2 separate regions of the Xenopus laevis genome follow, and region 2 is linked to region 1. A link is a contact called in public Hi-C data. All regions are on one chromosome and are shown on one strand. Each heading gives the region's core, a stretch centred on a gene start, on an enhancer-like site or on the middle of the called end of the contact. The rest is flanking DNA. Distances are from core to core; before and after follow the strand shown.

Region 1 (3,267 bases), core at 321-2,820:
GGGTTAATTTACGGACAAACTTATTCACATCTAATAAAGTGTTAAACAAGTTAAAGTGATGGGTGGGGGCAAAAGATAGCCCTTTACTCAGTACTGAGGTCTCAGCAGGAGACAGGGTAATGGAGGATAAGTTCACAACGTTCAAGAGGTTCGGTCCTTCTTCTTGGGGTTGGTCCGTAATTTGTAGGGTCTTTCCCCGGAACCGTTTCCCCCCTCTTCTTGTCTTCTTCCTGATTTGTCGTTCTTTCTGTTCCAATCTGTTTTTTCCTGTTTTTTCCGGTTGGTATAATGATCCTGGCCATGATAGTTTTTTGGCTTCCTGACATCTTCCTTTGGCTCTCTTTCTTCTAAATCCGCCACAGTGGGTGTGCGCCTATTTTGTCGTAGGGATGTTAAGTCATCAGTGCAAAAGGAGGTTTCTTCACCTGAATCGCTAGAAAAGGATACCGATTTGGTACGATCACGCTGGTAGCCTTTTGGTCTTAAGATGGATTTTGGTCTTTTCCATACATATACCATGTTGTTCTCGTAATCTATTCGGTCTCTGTTCAGTTTCCGCTTCTTTCGTGTGCTCACCGTTTGTTCCAGATGTGAGAGGTGTTCCTTTAGGTTCCTATCTAGCTCCCCCAAATCTGGTAGTTTTTCCATACTGGACAGAAGGAGTTGAGATTCATTTATGTTCTCCCTCGTGTCAATTAAATCTTTCTTCTTATGGTCAATAATCAGTGTTATCAATTCGAAGGAGCACCTTGACAGAATATCATTCCATTTGTTCACAAACCCCTCATCATCTCTGGCAAACGTAGGAAACTTCCTAATCCTTAGGCCTCTCGGTATTCTATTCAAAGCCAGATACTTCTCCAATGTTACAATGTCCCAACACAATAGCAATTCTTGTGACATATATTTTTCTAGATTTTTATAAATTTCTGAAATAGTGTCATCAACATTTTCGTCAAAGTCATCATTGTTAAATGCTGTTTCAAGCTGGTTGAAACGTGACACCCTGTCCTCCAATTTCTCAAGGGCATACAGTTTGTTTGGTATTAAAACTTCAGCAGGTTGGTTGTTCGCCATTTGTTCAAAATTTGAAAAAAGTTTTTAAATAGGCGACACACAAAAATAATAACGTTTTAAAATCCAATAAAACCCAAGCAGGAGAGGGGAGAGAAAATGATTCCCTTAGATGTTTAGCGCTCCAAGATTTTGAACAATGTATATAATCAAGGCAGTGCAAGATTATTAAACAGACATTGTGATGTATTAATCTTTTAGTGAAGCAAAATAACTCAATGGGGCACCCATGAGGGAAGGCCTTGAAGGGAGAAATTCACTGTGTTCCCATTCAAACCAGAAAAACTTCAAATAGGTTCTATTTTTTCAGCTTTCCGTTAATTATGTATTTTTTCAGCCTTCCGTTAATTATGTAACAAACTCAGAGTTCCCTCAAAGTGACCCCCAGAGTAAGTCCGCCTTGACCCCCAGCATATATTACTGAATGGCTGGCGTCTCCATTGACCCTGGACGCCGCCGCACAGTTCTGAAATAATCAGTATCGATGTGGAGTCAATGCCGACAGACTTAGTGTTCGTGTTCCCCCAGCCACATTATGCCGTATTGGTATTTAAATACGATACCTTGCTTCAGACGGCTGTTGGCTCCGGGAAAGATGCTACATTTGATCTCCAATCTCAGCACTTGGGACAAAGATTAGAGGATAGAGGATATCCTAAACACCTTATCAGAAGTGCATACGAAAAAGCCAGAGTAGCACCTGTATTGAAGAGAGAGAAAAATGACACAAGACGTTTGACCCAAGACCACGTTGAATCAATCAGGCTAGATAAACAAAAAATGTTTTTTGTAACCGAATTCAGTGAGGAATATGGCCAGATTTGTAAGATCATCAAAAAATACTTACCTATACTGAATGGTGATGCAAAAATGTCCGAAATTCTGGCCAAAACGGAGATTAAATATGTCCCAAAAAAGGCCCCAACTTTAGGAAATATGCTGGCACCGAGCTTGGTCTCATCGGTTTCACCCAATGTGGCTGATAACTGGCTAAAAGTTAAAGGGACATACAAATGTGGGGCCAACACATGTAAAACGTGTCAAGTAATTTCTATCGGGTCCGAGTTCAGATCTAATACATCAGGGCATGTTTTTAAGAACACTGCGTTCTATAATTGTAACACCAGAAATGTAGTTTACCTACTTGAGTGTGGTTATTGCAATAAGCAGTATGTGGGTCGTACATCCCGCATGCTGAAGGAGAGGATCAGGGAACATATCAGAAGCATTTCCAATAGGGAGGAAAATACCCCGGTTGGTAGACATTTTAGGATATGTACACCCAATGGTCTGAAAGACCTAAGGGTGAAAGTGATTGAGAAAGTACGGGTCCCTATCAGAGGGGGCGACATTACCCATAGACTAAATCTCAGAGAGGCCTTCTGGATCCTCAAATTGGATACAAGGATCCCAAAGGGCCTGAACTATAGGCATGATATTAGCTATCTATATTAGGGAAGTTACCCTAGGCTCTAACGATGAAAGCCTAGTATGGTTAAATGGATATGATAGGCCACTTTAGTAGCTTTTTCTCCAGTTACATTAGAAATTAAAAAACCCCCTCCCCCCCTCCTCTTCCTTTCCTCTTGGGAAAATCAATATAGACTAGAGAGACAGGTTACTCATACCGCCCTAGCTACAAAGACCACAATGACAGTTTGTTTGGTTTTTAAATCAAGTTTATTGTTCCTAAAATAAGGAAAGAAAAATGTTTTAATGTTATATACTGTTTCATTTTGTTTCACTTTTTAATTGATTGTAATAAAGGTGTAACTTTACTAAGAGCCCACTGGAGGGCACTATTACCTAGTGTATAAGAAGCCCAGCTGTAACAAATGAATTTTGAACCTATGATTAAGGGATAACTCCCGAAACGCGTTAGGTGTATTCCAGCAGGATTTCCAATAAACCCTCTTTTTTCAGAAGTGCCGTCTGCCGTCGAATGTCTTGTCGAAAGCCCATTATAACCTATAACCATAGTCATTAGTCCAATAAACTGCTGAGACATGACAGTATGCTCAGCGTTACCCTTGGTCAAACCCTTATGTTTAAGGAACTTCCATCATACTTGATCTACTGTACTAGCATCACCTGGAAAGCCACTGACTGTCAGAGGATGCTGGGAGTTAAAGTCCACTGTTGGTTAACATTGAACCCCCCCCCCCCCCCGGTTAAACAAGACAAGTGTGCTTT
Region 2 (3,267 bases), core at 266-2,765, 120 kb before region 1:
AGCGAGTTGCCTGTAGAGGGGATACAGGGGGACATTTTCGCTACCTCCAGACACAGAACTGGGAACGCACACTTTTATTTACTAGGTGTCCAGTACCAGCATTTGGGCATCCCCCAGTGCCATAGCGAGTGAAGACGAGGTTATGGGGGTAGCAATGGTTATGGTGGGACATGTTTAGTTTATTTATTCCCTTCTCATTATCGGACTCTCACGAATTGCCCCAGCCCTTCCCTCTGTCTCCCCTTATTCAGGTTCTCCGCACCCCAACCCAAGTCACATGTTCACTTTGTTCGGAACACTTTGTTTAAAAAAAAAGGTTTTTTTAAAAAAAATGTACAAAAAATGTCATTAACTCCGAGCTGGAGGGTTCTTTTTTCTGACAGGTAGAAATAAACGTAGAGGTTTTTTGAAAGTGCCTCTCTTGTTTTTCCATTGTAGTGTGACACTGAGGTGCCAGTTTGTCCAGCCGTGGGCATCTGTATTGCTGCAGGCTACAATTGGGAGCTGCCATGTTTTCCTGATCTTTACTGATGCCGTTTGCAACAGCCAACAAACATGGCAGCTTCTGTATAAAGGAATAAAGCATTCCACTCCTGCCTAATGTCCCTGTGCATCTGATCAGTACCTGGTTTAATATGCACCAAGATTCTTATCAGTGTACTAGGCAGAACAGTGCAAGGAAACTACCCCATAGTTTTTGTTGCTGCCATATTGGTCCTTCCCATATAACAGCAGTCAATACCCATCACCTAATGATCCACATTGTCTAGCCTGTAGGAGAAGTAAATGCAGCACCTGTGCGTGTGCCTCTGGGGAAAGAGTTTGCACCACTGAGCAGATCCTGCCCTAACACCAAACTGTCACTTTACACAAAAAACTGATCTACAAGCTGGTTTGGAGTAAGAAAACAGGCAGTAGATGCAATACCTGTTTTGTGTGCTGCTATTGGTTGAGTCGGCCAACTGCAAAGTAAAGGTGTTCCTACCTGCACCTGGCTCTTTGCTTGGCCAAGCCCCAGGAAACCACACGCAGAACACGGATACAAAATAGACTTCATTTCTTAATTAGAATGAGTTAAAAAGTTACGTGTGCTAATTATTCATTCAGTAACCGGGCAGATTCCGTGTCCCTCTGGTTGGAATAGGAAACCCCCCCGCCCCCCCCTTGGCAGTGGCAGCTGTGGAGAAGCAGTCCGGTAGCACAAAGCACAAATGAAAGGGGGATTGTGGGAGATGCCACTGCTGCTTGAGTCCGGTATCCAGCAAGTTATAAATTAATATGAAACAGATCACACTGCATCCCTCTCTACACACGCATACAGTTCTCTGGAATGTCTTACTAATACTATCACCTCAACACATGGTGGCGCTGCTGCTGCTTGAACCACTTCTGTGCCAGCCCAACTGCTATTGAGCTTGGGTGTCACCTCACCCACATTCTCCTGTACTATGGAGTCCCTTGAGTGATGACTGAGAGGGGGCCTGGAATCGCCACTGACCAGCCCTCTTTGTTTTGTTTGCCAGGCACCACACTGTCAGTTACGCTCTGTCTGAGATGGCCGTGGTCTTGGTCTGCGTGGGGGCAGGCACTGTGCTGGCATTGGAGCAAGGGTTGGCACCGCTGTTAGCTTTTCTAGTAAGTCCCGAGGCAAAACATTGAGCCGTATTTTGCCACGTGACCGCCGGAAACCATTCTCCGTGCCCGTGCAGGTATAGACCCCTGCGTCGCTGGCATGTACAGAGCGTAGCACTGCACCTCCATCGATGCTCGTCAGTCGCACCTGGAACGGAACAGATAAAATCACTTGGTTGATTATTTGCAGCAGGTAAGGATAATGGCCCACGGGGAGATTGGTCTCCTGCAATAAATTTGCTCTACTGTGGACGCCAGATCTCCCGGAAACGCTTCTCCACCGGCAATAATTGAAAACCTACGTGTCCCTCTGTTTTTACAAAGTTGCCTCGTAAGGAAACTTATGGTGACTTCAAGTGGTGTAGGTTTTATTGCAGGTGGAGAAGCGTTTTTGGGTGATTTGTTGCAATAGCCTAAATTTACTGTGGCGACAAATCTCCCCATCAGCTGTGGCTCTAAAAAGGGATAAATACATATTTCACTTGCCTCTCTCCGATGCTGGGAGTCCTCTCTCTGCAGCAACCAAGTGACACTCTCGAGTGGAGAGTGAGTATCGCACTGGAGGAACACGCTGCCTCCTTCAACACCGATCTGCAGCCGCTCTAAAATTCCTCGGTCCACTTGAGACAGAACACAAACGGGTGTTACTCTCTGGCAAAGCGAGACCAACTGCAGCTGTTATCATCCCAAATCATCATTACCTTGTGTATTGTATCCTCTGCATTGCCTTAGCGGGTCTCCATGTTTAACGTCCTGTCGCCGACTCCTTCTGCGCACACGGCACCAGGTTAGGGCAAAAAATATTTAACAAGAACTAGTAGTTGGGTAGGAATTATCCACCAATTAGGTTTAGAAAACAAAAGCAAAGAGCTGATTGGTTGCTATGGGCAACATCACAGGTGATGTTTGTCTCCAGCGTTAATCAATATGCCCCAAAAAGTAACTACTGAGCAGACTCCAAAAAAACAGGCCCCACTCACAAGTGAAGTGTAGACTATATGCTCCATATACTCCCAATCTGGTAGGAGCAGTAGATGCCTATCCCAAATGAAGGGTTACTTACCTGCTGGGTGAAGGGGTGTACCGCACACAGCCCTTTCCATCCCAAGCACAATATGGGTCCCGGGCGAGGCAGCAGTCTGCACAGGAATCTCCATAACGACCGCATCGATGAAGAGACAGTTGAGTGACCCCAACATCTGACGAGACATAGAGCTGGTGCTGGAAATAAGACACTGATGTCAAGAAGATTAAAACCAAAAAAATCTCTTTCTGGCCACTAGATGGCGATGTGATGCTGGATTTAATGCAGGATGGATGTGTAAAGGCAAATGTGAGCTGCCATACATATTAATATGCCAATAAAGGAACATTGTTTGCACACTCTAAACGGCGCTCTCATGTCATTGTGGTGAGCTAAAGAGAAAGGAATGGAAGCTTATCTCATTTCTAAGCATTCCACTTTGCTGCCAGACCCGATTGATCTCTCTCTAACCCAGGATGCTTTGTAGCACAGAATGGAATACATGGAATATTCCATTGGTAAATGTACTTTGCTAACAATGGACAAATGTACTTTACGTTGCAATGGACATCTCCTGCCCACGACTCACTTACCCCTGTCCCTTCTACTTC

Evidence for each region. A called contact is a pair of places that touch in the nucleus more often than the background predicts.
Region 2: a contact with region 1 is called in a Hi-C map of the XTC cell line, with 3 times the contacts expected there. The contact joins the enhancer-like site here to the promoter of foxp3.S in region 1.

Annotation. Positions count from the first base shown.
Region 1 is chr8S:34,669,803-34,673,069 of Xenopus_laevis_v10.1, reverse strand. foxp3.S (forkhead box protein P3) reads left to right here and starts at 1,570. Exons shown (of 5, transcript XM_041574667.1): 1 at 1,570-1,767. The coding sequence starts at 1,570.
Region 2 is chr8S:34,791,054-34,794,320 of Xenopus_laevis_v10.1, reverse strand. sema3fl.S (semaphorin 3F like S homeolog) reads right to left here. Exons shown (of 18, transcript NM_001086479.1): 15 at 2,696-2,853; 16 at 2,334-2,401; 17 at 2,119-2,252; 18 at 1,041-1,780. The coding sequence ends at 1,535. kdm5c.S (lysine-specific demethylase 5C) reads left to right here. Exons shown (of 27, transcript XM_018232730.2): 27 at 1-412. Among protein-coding and RNA genes, the nearest start is that of kdm5c.S, 27 kb to the left of the region's middle. Within about 2 kb of position 1,515, at least 1 of the 7 cell types and tissues checked has an H3K27ac peak or open chromatin away from gene starts, as enhancers often do.